Regions from separate parts of the Mus musculus genome. Here regions 1, 2 and 3 are each linked to region 4. A link is a contact called in public promoter capture Hi-C and targeted proximity ligation data. All regions are on one chromosome and are shown on one strand. The core of a region is the stretch at or near the end of the contact, and the rest is flanking DNA. Distances in the headings are between cores, read along the strand shown.

Region 1 (2,774 bases), core at 24-2,523, 2.0 Mb before region 4:
CTGGGCACTAGTTGTTTGACCACATTGCCCATGAGTTCCATGCTCAGAGGCACCACCACCTCCCTGGGCTGGCATGTGGCACGTGCATAAACGTCTATCCATGGCACCACTGTGGGCAGACCCAGATGGATTAAGTTCTTATCAGGTCTCCTGAAGCTCCTCTGAGCATGTAGCCTCTCTGATACCCTATCACCACCACCCCAACCATCTTTTAAACCTGTCTTTCTCTGCCTTGTTTCTCAAGAAATGATTAAGCCCTCTGCCTCAGTTTCTTCCTCTATGGAATGGTATCGCCCAAAGGAGTTGGGATCACGCAAGATAAGGGATATGAAATCAGAGCAAGTGCTAACCCCTCTTAGTACTGGCTGGTGGCAAGTTATTGTTAACTATTATTACCTTTCTTCTGGTGGCTGGGGCCATCAAACTGGGACACAGGGGCCTGTGGGAAAGAAGATACCTGGGCCCAAGATGCACTCTAAAAGGGCTGGCCCTGTGGCTATGTAAGGGCTCCGTCCTTGAGTCAGGCTTCTGCGCCTTTCTGACACCTTTCCAGATTTATTCTGTTCCCAAGACCTTGGTTCTAATTTTTCTTGTATACTCAGACATCTGGTACTTTCCCTGGCCCAAGACCCACCAGGCATACTCTGGGAATGGTACTAAAGCCCAAGCCTTAGCGCTGGGCTTGTTTTAGGTCAGGAGCCAGGATAGTGGGAGACAAACGAGGTTCGGAGGGCACGGAGGCAGCTCCGCCCTACAACCGCCCAGGGGATGGGGTGAGGTGGGGGAGTGGCCCCAGGGGCATGGGCTAGGACTAGCGGGCCTTCGCCAAGGGGCACCTCTTAAGGGATATTCCCGGTTTGAACTGAGGATCCCCTCGACAGAGGTAGCAGGCGCCTCCCCACTTCCGCCAACCTTGAGAGGGCACCGCGGGCGGGCGGGCGAGCTAGCGAGCGGGATGTCGCGGACGCACGTACCTGGGTGCGAGCCAGCTGCAGCAGTGCAACAAGCAGCAGGCGACGGAGCAGGGGGCTCATGGTGCCCGCGGGGGGCGAGCGCCGGGAGCGCCCGCATGGCCCTAGCCCGGCGGCGTGGGGGGCGGCGGCAGCCAGAGCCCCATGGCGCGGGCCCGGGGACCCGGGGCGGGGCGCAGGGGGCGGCTCCTCCGCGGCCCCCTCCCGAGCCCTGGGCGCAGGCAGCGCAACGCAGCGCCGCAGCGACGGCCTGAGGAACAAGACAGGCAGGCGGCCTGTAGTGGCGGCGGTGGTGGCCGGGACGGCGGGCAACGGGGACGGCGGGGGGTGGCAGGGGGCCTGGCCGGGGCTGGCGGGCAAGAGGCTCATGTGACCTAAACACGCGCTCCCCACCGGGCCGCGGGCGGAGGCGGGGCGGGGGCGGAGCCGGTCCCCTCCAAACGCCCCCTCCCGCCGCTGCAGGGGAAAGGGGACACACCGCCCTGGAGGCCGAGCTCCGGGGGTCGCTGCCTCACGAGGGGAGGGGTGAGGAGATGCGTGACCTGAAGGACCGAATCGGACAGGCGTCTGAAAATGAGTTTATTGCACGTGTAGTTCTGGACAGGCAGCAGGGAGAGGACCAATGAAGGTCCCATTTAGTTAAGCCTCTCAGGGGCTTGTGTCCTGGGGCATGATCCTGGAGCTTTCTGGAGGCAGGGAGGGTTCTGCCCGAGGCTGCTGCCTCTGCTGGCGCTCCTGCTGAATCCTGGCTCTGTTGGCCCTGGAAAGAAAAACAGGATCAGGACAGACATCCTGGAGGGTGGTGCTGAAGCAGGAAGCAAAGTCAGAGCAGTGACAGACCTGGCCCTGGCCCGAGTGTCATTGTAGATGGCTGTAATGATCCGGTCCTTTTCATCCATGAAGCTGCGATGCACCTGCTCCAGCTTCCTGTGAAGGAATTGCAGTTAACTCCGAGTCTCCGAACTCTGGTGTCCCTCAAACCCTGGTCCTTGACCAGGTTCTAGCATCTCTCACACAACTTTACATCTCTCTCTATAACAGACACCAAGTGGCCCAAGTCCCAGAACTAGGTGGCACCCTAAGTCACTGGCTGTCCTGTGAAGAAGGTTGGTGAAACAGCTCTGAAATCAGGTTGCCTCTCCCAGAAGACTAGAAAGGGGGCATATTTAGGTAATCTCCATTGCTAGATACTACGGACAATGGGCTCCATCCTTTGGGTTTCTATGCCACAGAAAACTGGTATGACAGCATGCATTCGAGTGTATGGTGAGGTCCTGGCAGCTACCATGGACTGTCACTGTTATACGGCACTTGTCCTTCCTCGCTCTTTCTTTCTTTTCTTTTATTTTTTTTTATGGTTTTTTGAGACAGGTTTTCTCTGTATAGCCTTGGCTGTCCTGGAACTCACTTTGTAGACCAGGCTGGCCTCGAACTCAGAAATCCACCTGCCTTTGCCCCCCAAGTGCTGGGATTAAAGGCGTGCACCACCACTGCCTGGCCCTCTTTCTTTCTATATTGAGACACAGTTTAATGTAGCCTAGGCTAGCCTCAAACTCCATATGTAACCAAAGATGACCCTGAACTTAAAAAATTTGCAAAAAAAAAAAAAAAAAAAATTGCTTGGTGGTGATGGTGCACTGACTTCGAGGCCAGCCTGGTCTACACAGGGAGTTCCAGGTCAGCCAGTTCTACACAAAGAAACCCTGTCTCAGAGAAACAAAACAAAACAAATCAAAACAAAACAAAAAGGAAAAACCGCCCTCATTTACGCAGTGCTAGGAGAGAACCCCTGGGTTTTGACCG
Region 2 (3,105 bases), core at 5-2,504, 1.6 Mb before region 4:
AACCTTCCCTCCCATCTCCAAAAATGAGTTAAAGAAACACAATGACCAATTTGGTTCTCAATCTATTCTGGGTACTGTCATGCTTAAGGGAAACAGGTATTCCACCCTAAGGAAATATTTGCATTTTTCATGACTAATTATCTTCCACAAAGGTAGCTCTTTGTTTTCTCCTTTGGACCAGAGAGGCTGGGGAAGGAGGACGGGAAGGGAGAGCAATGTATTCCCAGATTGTCCCTCAAACACCTCCTTTGGTGACTAATCTCCATGTAGATGACATGGCTTGTTACCCACCCCCAAGCAAGTCCCGCTTTTCTCAAACGGGGTGCTACTAGCAATTCCATTCAAATGCCGGGTTTTAGACTTGACACCTGTGGCTCCTGAAACAGAAGGCCTAGAGGATTGAGGACGGGTGGAGGCTTCTACTTACTGGGTTATTTCCCCTCTCTGGAGGTCGCCAGCCGCGCCAGCCTTCACCTCCGTTATCACTACGGGGGACTAGCCTGGGGCCTAGAGGCCTGGTCGCCCCTCGGCCTAAGAAACAGACCGGAACCGGGAGACAACAGCCGGGCACAAACCACTGTACTGGGAATCCGGCCTCTACTCTGGGCCCGAGGGGGCGCAGGGAACCGGAAGACCTGAACCGCTCCTTCGGTGTGGATGGAAGTCTCTAGACCCTGAGCGGGGGAGGGGCGGCGGAGGAAGGGGGGCTCCGAGAGGCCTGGGATTCCAAACCCGGTGGGGGAGGAGCGAGGGCGCCGTAGCCGCGGACCGGACAGGGAAGGGCCCTCTGGGGCTGCAGATGCCGGCCCAGGGAAGCGCCTGGGGACCGGGAACCGGGGACCGGGACCTGGAGATCTAGTCCCGGACCACCAAGCGGAAGTGAGGTGTCCCCCCCCTCACCTCGGAGCATCGGCTCGGGCCGCGGGATCACGGCCACCACCACGGCCTCGTCGTCATCATCCCCTTCCTCACACTTGAGCGTCACCTCGAAGCAATCCAGAGCCGCGGCGCCCTTGGCTTTCAGGGCCATGGCGAGGCGAAGAAGGGCGACCGGATAGCCGAGGACGTTCGCACAGACCTCGGCGCACCGCCTGTGGCGGCCGCCTCCTGCCCCGGACCACCCCGGGCCCGCGGCTCGCCTAGCTCACCCGCCGCTCGCCCGGCCGCCCCGCCAGCCACGGGCTTCAACGCGTCACGACCCCGGGCGGGGAGGGTTCGATCCGGGGCCCCCAACCCCGCCGCTCCCTTTTATGGAGGCTCATTGTCAGCGTCCGTCCGGCAGTCCCGCCTCCAGACCAGGCTGGCCAATCACGTGAGGACACGCCCCCTAGCCCCGCCCCAGCCACAGGTCTGGGCCAGAACCCTGTGCAGCGCGTTTGTCTCTGGCCGGTTTGCTCGGCGGCGAAGCCTGGAGTTTTCCTGGGAGCGGCGCCGGCAGCCTTGGAGACCCGGTAGGGCATCCCCACCAATGGCTGGAGGAAAGGGCTGCTCGGCATCTTACTTCTTGGCTTTCCCCTGACTAGCTGCCTGCCTGGGAGGCAACACAGACGAGAAAAGACCGGTGGGGATGTGTGAAGGATACATAGGCTCAGAAGTGTGGAGACATCTCTTCTAATTTCTTTGGGCCTCGTTCCTTTCTACTAGCACATACGCTTTAGGGAAAGAAAAATCACTTTGGATCCTCCTAAACAAAGATTCTAGAAGATGAAGAGGACAAGAGTGGCGTGTGGGCGTGTGTAAACCGCTTCCGATGGATATAATTTACGTTAAAAACAAAACAAAACAAAAAACGTGAGTCCAGAGAGTGTGGCCTTTTCCCAGGACACAGCAAATCCCCTGAGAGCCTCCAAGACCGGGATCCGGTTGCTATGGCGCTGCTGCCTGGCATTCGTGCCTGAGTGAAGACTGTCACAATGGGCACTTACACTTCTGCATAACATCCCCTCCCCACACACATACACACACCAGACACGCTAGATTTCAGCTGAGAAACGGCAAAAATGTCTGGCACTCAAAATTCTGATTTTAAGTGCTACCAACAGTAATTATCAGCCCAGAAACAGTAATTGTGGATGATGTAGGAGGCTAGGGGACAGAAGAGAAACAGTTCACTTACCGTATATTGTGTGTGTGTGTGTGTGTGTGTGTGTGTGTGTGTGTGTGTGTGTTTGTGTGTGCGCGCGCGCCCTGGGCATACCCACCCCCCCCCCATCCACTGCATAACCAGCTTTTATTTTGTTGAGATAAGGACTCACTTTCATGTCAGTCTGACCTGGAATCTGTGTAACCCTGCTTGCCCCAAACCTTTTCCTCCTCCCTCCATTCCCCTGGCACAAGGATTAAAGGTCTGAGCTGACACCACATACAGCAGCCACAATAGAAAGAACTGAGGAAATTTCTATTACTTTGAAATGTACCCAGTACTAAAAAGATACTCCAAATCAAGCAATTTCCTAGGCCTGGATAGTTCTTACCTAAAGGCTGTTCTTTGCTTTTTGCCCAATGCCTCTGGGTAGGTAGTCTGTTCTGTTTTTGCAGTGGGCTGGCTACAGGACTCAAGCTTCCGGGAGATTGTGACTAAGGCCTGAAAGGCAAGAAAAAGAAAAGCCTGTTATTTCCCTCCCTCTGTCCCTCCTGAGTTCTAACTCCTCCTGAGCAGGTGAGGCTGTGTCTCCAGTGTCTTTGTGAGTCCTTGGTTTGTGTCACTTCCCTGTTGGGCTTCCAGCCCTTCTGTCACCCTGTCACTTGGGTCACCCTGTGGTTCCTATTTCTTGTTTGATTCCAAAGCGATGGGTAGCCCTAGTATTGCACCAGATTCTTATTTAATTATATATATTTGTTTTCTTATGGGTTGTGCACCAGAGTACTTGTCTGAAGGCTAGAGCAACAGCTTCGGGGAGCTGGTTCTCGTCTTTGTGTGGGCTCTGGGGATTGTACACTGGTTTGTCACTAGCCCTCTACCATATACTTAATAGACTAGTTCTTTGGCCATCACGAGTGTAAGTGACAATTTTGGAATTTTAGTTTCTTTGGGAAAATAAAACACAAAAATATAAGAATACTCCAGGCAGTGGTGGCCCACGCCTTTGATCCCAGCACTAGGGA
Region 3 (2,948 bases), core at 302-2,801, 2.0 Mb after region 4:
ACAACACCAATCCTAGTAACACCTGCTCCAAAGGGTAGATGATTACATGTGCTGCTGGCTATGAAAGCCTCTCTCTTTGGCCATCCTTACCGTGATACATAACCAGTGTCCCATGATACATTTTTTATCAAAGACAACAGCTAGCAGACAACAGTGGAAAGGACCTCACTATGTTCATATAATGGCCGCCTTTCTTGCTCTGCCTGCCACACGAGATGTGGCGGACAAGGTAAAGGTGGCACGTCTATAAACCCAGCACTAGGGAAGCAGAAGCAGGTGTATCTCTGAATTTCAGGACAGCCAGTGCTATACAGTGAGACCCTGCCTCATAATAAAAAAAGGATGGGAAGAAAGCTCAAAAGAACACCGTCTAGGGCAGACATTAAAGAAATGATCTTTGAGGATCTATCTCCCTCCCCGACCTTAGGGCATTTTGACATTATGATCGTGTTTGTTAATTTCATTCGGGTGAACTCTTTACAACCCTTGGATTGCATTCAGGCGAAGGCAAGGTCCAAATGTACTAAGAACCCAACACATCACCCATGCTACCCCCACTTTACCTCTTCTTGGAGCGGTCTTTCCACACACGCCCGGATTTGGGCTTCCCTTTCGGAATTACAGGAAGCTCCTCCTTCTCTTTCAATTTCTTGGACGCTGGGGCCTGGGGAGAGGCTATAACTCGCTTCTTTAGGTTGAGACTTTCTGTTACTGTCTCTCCCGCCGGAGGCAGCTTGCCTGGCTCCAACTGGCGCTCTGGGGAGCTAGGTGCCTGGACCGTCAGCTCCTGTGCTGGCTGAGAGGGCTCGGGACCCGGTGCTTGCTGGCCCGGGCAAGGCTCGGGGGATCCTGGGATCACCTCCTCTTTAGCGTGGGCCGCCTCAGAGTCCAGTTCTCCCTGTGGGGGAGGTAATTTGGATGGCTGCTCTCGTTGCGGGGATTCCGGGCTCGACTCTGTCTGTCCTGCAGGTGACTCCAGGCCCAGATCTTGATGAGGTTGAAGGGACCCGGGGTGAGGCTCTGGCTGCCTTTGTGGGGACCCATCGTCTGCATCCTGTCTAGGACCGGGTGATCCGGGGCTCGCCTCTGGCTGAGGTCCGGGAGACGGAAGGCTCAGTGGTGGACAGGGCGATCCGGGGCTCGTCTCTGGCTGAGGTCCGGGAGACGGAAGGCTCAGTGGTGGACAGGGCGATCCGGGGCTCGTCTCCGGCTGAGGTCCGGGAGACGGAAGGCTCAGTGGTGGACAGGGCGATCCGGGGCTCGTCTCCGGCTGAGGTCCGGGAGACGGAAGGCTCAGTGGTGGACAGGGCGATCCGGGGCTCGTCTCCGGCTGAGGTCCGGGAGACGGAAGGCTCAGTGGTGGAACTCTCGTAGACTTGAGCTCTCCTGTTTCTTCTGAGTTCGACTTGAAATCTACAAGAGCCCGTTTCGCCCGAGAGACTTCGGGGACAGGAAGGTTTTCTGGAGACAGAGGTTTTAGGCCTTCCAGCCGCCGGCTGCGCCTCAGCGGCGTATCCATGGCTCACGTGTAGCCTCTGTAGCCTTCGGAACTGTCGGCGCCTTCATATGACGTCAGACTCGTCCATTTCCGTACCGGGCAGGAAGCGCACTTGCGGTAGAGAGACCCGTGGGTAGGCGGAGCCGGGGATGAAGTCGGTCCCGGGAGGCTGGGCTTAGTAGACGCATGCGTGTTGTGCATGAGCTCAGTTACAGAGTTTAGTTGCTTGGTTTCTGCGATGCGTTTTTTGCAAACTGCGAGTTCTTGCAAGGGGATGGGGTGGGGGTATATTATACATACACACACACACACACACACACACACACACACACACACACACACACACATATAAAAATAATTTTTTTTTTCTTGAGAGAAGAGGTTGGAAAAAGGCGGAGGGAGTTTGTAGGCAGAGCCGAATCAGCGCGCTAACTTGTTCTGGAACTGCTGGGCCCGCAAACATCGCCTTTTCTTTTATCTTTTGTAGCACAGTAGCTTTGCGCTGTGTAACAAAGGGGAAGGTCCTGGTGGTCTTCCTGAGTGGGAAATCTTCAGTTTTTGAGTTGTCTCAAACGTTCCCATTCTTTTCACTTCCTCTTCTCTACTAGTGGGCCCAAGTATGCAATAGGTGGTTCTCATCTTTGAACAGTTTCAGTTAATCAGCAAAGTGTCAGGTCTGTGGCCCAGAAAACCTTGACTGCTTGTTGTCAATGTTGGGGGTTCACAACCTGTGCCCGAAGTCAGGTCTAGCTACCTTATCCTCAATAAGCCAATTGAAAGAGACACATTAAAAACTGGAAATCTTTAGAAAAAGGAGATTTATTCAATGTAGTCATACTAGAAAGAGGGGCAAAGAGATTCTGTGAATCACCCAAATTTGACCTCAGGGTTCTAAATTTAGATAAAAAATTTAGATAGAGGGCCAAGGATAAATACATCTGAGTAGTCCTTACCAAGGTATGACTCTGCCCACCATTGGCCCATTATTATCTGGGTTTTAGTCTCATCCTGTAAGGTGGTCTGACAAGCTTTTAGAACTCTGAAATCTTTTTCCAGGAGACAAGTTTCCCCTCTGGCTGGTACCTTTTTCTTCTCCCAGCATGAGAATTCTGGGGAAATTTTCATTTCTTTGGAGTCCTCTGTCTGATTGATTGGCTGATAGGCTAAGAGATGCAGTGTCGAAAGCCTTTAATCCCAGCACTTGGGAGGCAGAGGCAGGCAGATTTCTGAGATCGAGGCCAGCCTGGTCTACAGAGTGAGTTCCAGGACAGCCAGGGCTACACAGAGAAACCCTGTCTCGAAAAACAAAACAAAACAAAACAAAACAAAACAAAACAAAACAATTAAAACCTTCATCTCTGCCGGGATGGTTACTTGCTGATCCAGGAGGAGGCAGGGAAGATGAAGACCCAGAGAAACGTTCCTGTGAGCAAGGTAGAAAGCACAATTC
Region 4 (3,020 bases), core at 242-2,741:
GCTGCATTTTTGTTTTGGGGGTGTTTTTGAGAGGGAAAATAGAGGACAAAGGACAATGAAGGAGGTACAGATGGTGCTTGGTCTAGGAGCAGCTTTCTGAGACATGCAGCCGGACTGGGAGGAAGTCTGTGCCAGCTAGCCTTCTTGTGGGACTCGAGCTTCTCCCATTGGGGCTGAAGTGCAAGCATTATCTTGGTCTAGATTTGTTCCGAGCTCTAAGGGCTCTCCGTCTCCACAGAAGGGTGTGAGGATGTCTGCCTGTTACCTACTTGTCCTTTGGATGCCAGGGAATTGGTCCCAGGGCCCAGAGAATGCTAGGCAAGTGCTCTACTATTGAGCTACCTACATCCTCAGCCTTAACTTTCATTTAGGCATTCTAGGAAATGTTAGCTAACAGGCAAAGATGTACTCCAACAAATGCTGCTTGTGTTGGCACATCCCTACCTTTAATCTCAGCAACGGGGAAGCAAGACTGCAATTCAAGCTCAGTGGTGTATGTATACAGACTGCTGCCTCAGGATTAACAATCAACCTTAGCAACTGCCCCTGCTTTTAAGCGTACTGCAGTATTCTCTTTTTTGGTTTGGTCTGCTCTTTTGGGTTGGCATAAGGATTAGATGCCTGAGGAGGGCCCAATAAGGAGGGACACAGGGCCTTATAGGTGACTCAGTCAAGGTCGCAGACTGGTTGGTGTTCTGCCTAAGGTCTACTGTGCGGCTGATAATCACAGCACAAGCTGCTGAGCTCTCACCTGGTAGCCCTTCCATTTCATCACGGGCCCTATGATCGACCAGCTTTCATACTCTCCTCTGCTTCTGAAACCACACGACTAATTCTGGTTGGGGATCTGCTACACTTCCCGTTCCACATTCTTGAATGAATGTCCTTATCTCTTACCACTGTAGTCAGTTCTTCATTGTACTGCCTTGAAACGGGCCTCGTTAATATACTTCATTCAGACTACATCTGTGGAAGAAACTGGCAGACTAAGCTATCAGCCATCTGGCATTGCGCTCATTGAATCCAGCTGATGGGGGTGGGAGAGACAGGGATGGACAGCTCTGAGAACACTTGTAGAAGGATCAGGCTGCAGAGAAAGGAACTGACCTGAGGATGCGGGAGTCCCTGAGCTCCACAAGGCAAGCGATTGGAAACACCCACCCTCTGCGTCTATTCGCAGGGTAAAATAAGAGATTGAGGGGGCAGTTGTGTGGTGAAATAAAGGCATAGATCGCCCGCCACCACTTGGCAAAGAAGGACTTCTGCTGTCAAGAAGCAAGCACGCCTTTGTGGCTGCTTAATGAATATTCACGATTCTTCGGGCCAATCAACGCTGGAGTAGAACGAAGCTCTCCAACTAGTTAACTGTAGGCCAATAAGCATCGTCGAAGGGCGGCCTTTCCCGAAAGTGTTTTAGAGCTGGAACTCTCAATCCTACGAACGAGGTTTCTGGAGGAATATGGCAGCAAAGGACACGACGTCACTTCCTACTACATTGACGGAAGTGGCTTCCCCGCACGCACGTTACAATTTTTAGTTGTGTGTTCCGGTGTGTTTCCGGCGAAATAGGCTGTAGGCGTTCCGTACCGGAGAGTGGCTATGGCGGCGGTGGATTCGGACGTTGTATCGCTGCCGCGTGGCCGCTTTCGCTGCTGCCTCTGCGATGTTACTACAGCCAACCGTAAGCGGTGGCTAGTGAGGGAGGAGGGTGGGTGCTAGTGAAAGTTAGGGTTATCTAGGTTATGTGTTTTTGGTGTTTTTGTTTTTGAAAATAGGGTCATCCACCTATTTTCACTCATCATATCCTAGGGCACTGGAGAGTGGGGAAAAATCTGACCTGTGGTTCCTGCTATGGAAAATCTCCATAGTGAAAGTTTCATTATTCCCTTTAAAATCATCACCCGCTGTCCATCCCTTCTGTTTCTGGTACTTCTGCTGGTCTCTGGAGTAGGGAAGGCGATTTAGGAACTCATTGTTTGGCCTGAGGTAGTTTCAGTACACCACGGGTATGTTCACAGAGAAGGCAGTAATTCAGTCGGAGACTCCCCAATGGAGGCTTTCTCTAGAGGCGAGGATGAGTGAAATAGCGTGATCTGAATGAGGGCCGAAGGTGCCAGTGAGGAAAAGGTGTAGGGAAGGTGGACTAGATCATTCTGTGACATTGTGAACGACTCAATGACACATCAGATCCTACTTTTTATGTCCGCAATTGTGATCTCCCCTAAACAGGGCCTTCTAGTATTTTCTTTGTGAATGACACCCCCCCCCCCCCCCCAGCACTCTGCTCATTAGGGCAAGCCAGCAACTTAGGAGCCTTCTTTGTTCACATAACATGCTTCCATGGCACCAAGCAGCTGACTGATAATTAAATAATAGCTAATTTTCTACACTTACACATCCAAGCCCACATCCCAGAAGGCTGGAGCTGTACATGAATGATGCCTATATGTTAGACACTATCATTTCCATCATATGTCTGAGAAAATGTTATGTCTGCATTACCCACCTTTTTGTTTTTGTTTTTGTTTTTTTGTTTTTGGTTTTTTGAGACAGGGTTTCTCTGTATAGCCCTGGCTGTCCTGGAACTTATTCTACAGACCAGGCTGGCCTTGAACTCAGAAATCCATCTGCCTCTGCCTCCCAAGTGCTGGGATTAAAGGCGTGCGCCACCACTGCCTGGCTATGGAATACCTACTTTTTATTCCTGAGAATTATTCAGGGCTCTAATTTATTTAGTTCTTGTACATATGGCCTTGGACAAGTTACTTAATTCTTCTCCAGTGTGCAGATGTTTCTTTGCTTACTGCTTCTTGTTGGTTTGGTTTAAGACCTACCTACACTGTAGCCCTTTCTCACTTAGACCCCTTAGAGAATGCACTGTGTAGAAAAGGGAAGAATATCAAGTGTGGAAGGAGGTACAACTCTGTCCCAGTGTCACCCTTTGTCGTTGAAGGAACAGAAGATGTCCATATGTACAGAGCAGAGCAAGAGAACAGGTACACTAACAGACCCTTTTTATG

The links. Promoter capture Hi-C pulls out the DNA fragments that hold promoters and counts their contacts.
Region 1: a contact with region 4 is called in a promoter capture Hi-C map of embryonic stem cells, with 4 times the contacts expected there. A contact is called at or near these places in 4 of 39 promoter capture datasets (cranial neural crest, embryonic stem cells, erythroid cells and 1 more), 1 of 484 Hi-C or Micro-C datasets (B cells) and 1 of 130 datasets of targeted methods (pancreatic cancer cells).
Region 2: a targeted proximity ligation map of pancreatic cancer cells shows a contact between it and region 4. A contact is called at or near these places in 6 of 39 promoter capture datasets (hematopoietic stem and progenitor cells, hippocampal neurons, liver and 3 more) and 1 of 130 datasets of targeted methods (pancreatic cancer cells).
Region 3: a promoter capture Hi-C map of hippocampal neurons shows a contact between it and region 4, with 4 times the contacts expected there. A contact is called at or near these places in 4 of 39 promoter capture datasets (cranial neural crest, frontonasal cranial neural crest, hippocampal neurons and 1 more).

Annotation. Positions count from the first base shown.
Region 1 is chr19:6,986,378-6,989,151 of GRCm38.p6, forward strand. It overlaps Vegfb (vascular endothelial growth factor B), which reads right to left and starts at 1,274. Exons shown (of 7, transcript NM_001185164.1): 1 at 975-1,274; 2 at 397-439; 3 at 1-109. The coding sequence starts at 1,034. It overlaps Dnajc4 (DnaJ heat shock protein family (Hsp40) member C4), which reads right to left. Exons shown (of 7, transcript NM_001357001.1): 6 at 1,812-1,898; 7 at 1,534-1,731. The coding sequence ends at 1,620.
Region 2 is chr19:7,381,772-7,384,876 of GRCm38.p6, forward strand. It overlaps Spindoc (spindlin interactor and repressor of chromatin binding), which reads right to left and starts at 1,255. Exons shown (of 6, transcript NM_001033139.3): 1 at 901-1,255. The coding sequence starts at 1,030. 1700105P06Rik (RIKEN cDNA 1700105P06 gene) reads left to right here and starts at 1,232. Exons shown (of 1, transcript NR_045703.1): 1 at 1,232-1,790.
Region 3 is chr19:10,947,715-10,950,662 of GRCm38.p6, forward strand. It overlaps Ccdc86 (coiled-coil domain containing 86), which reads right to left and starts at 1,552. Exons shown (of 4, transcript NM_023731.3): 1 at 564-1,552. The coding sequence starts at 1,519.
Region 4 is chr19:8,952,341-8,955,360 of GRCm38.p6, forward strand. It overlaps Tut1 (terminal uridylyl transferase 1, U6 snRNA-specific), which reads left to right and starts at 1,492. Exons shown (of 9, transcript NM_197993.3): 1 at 1,492-1,681. The coding sequence starts at 1,600.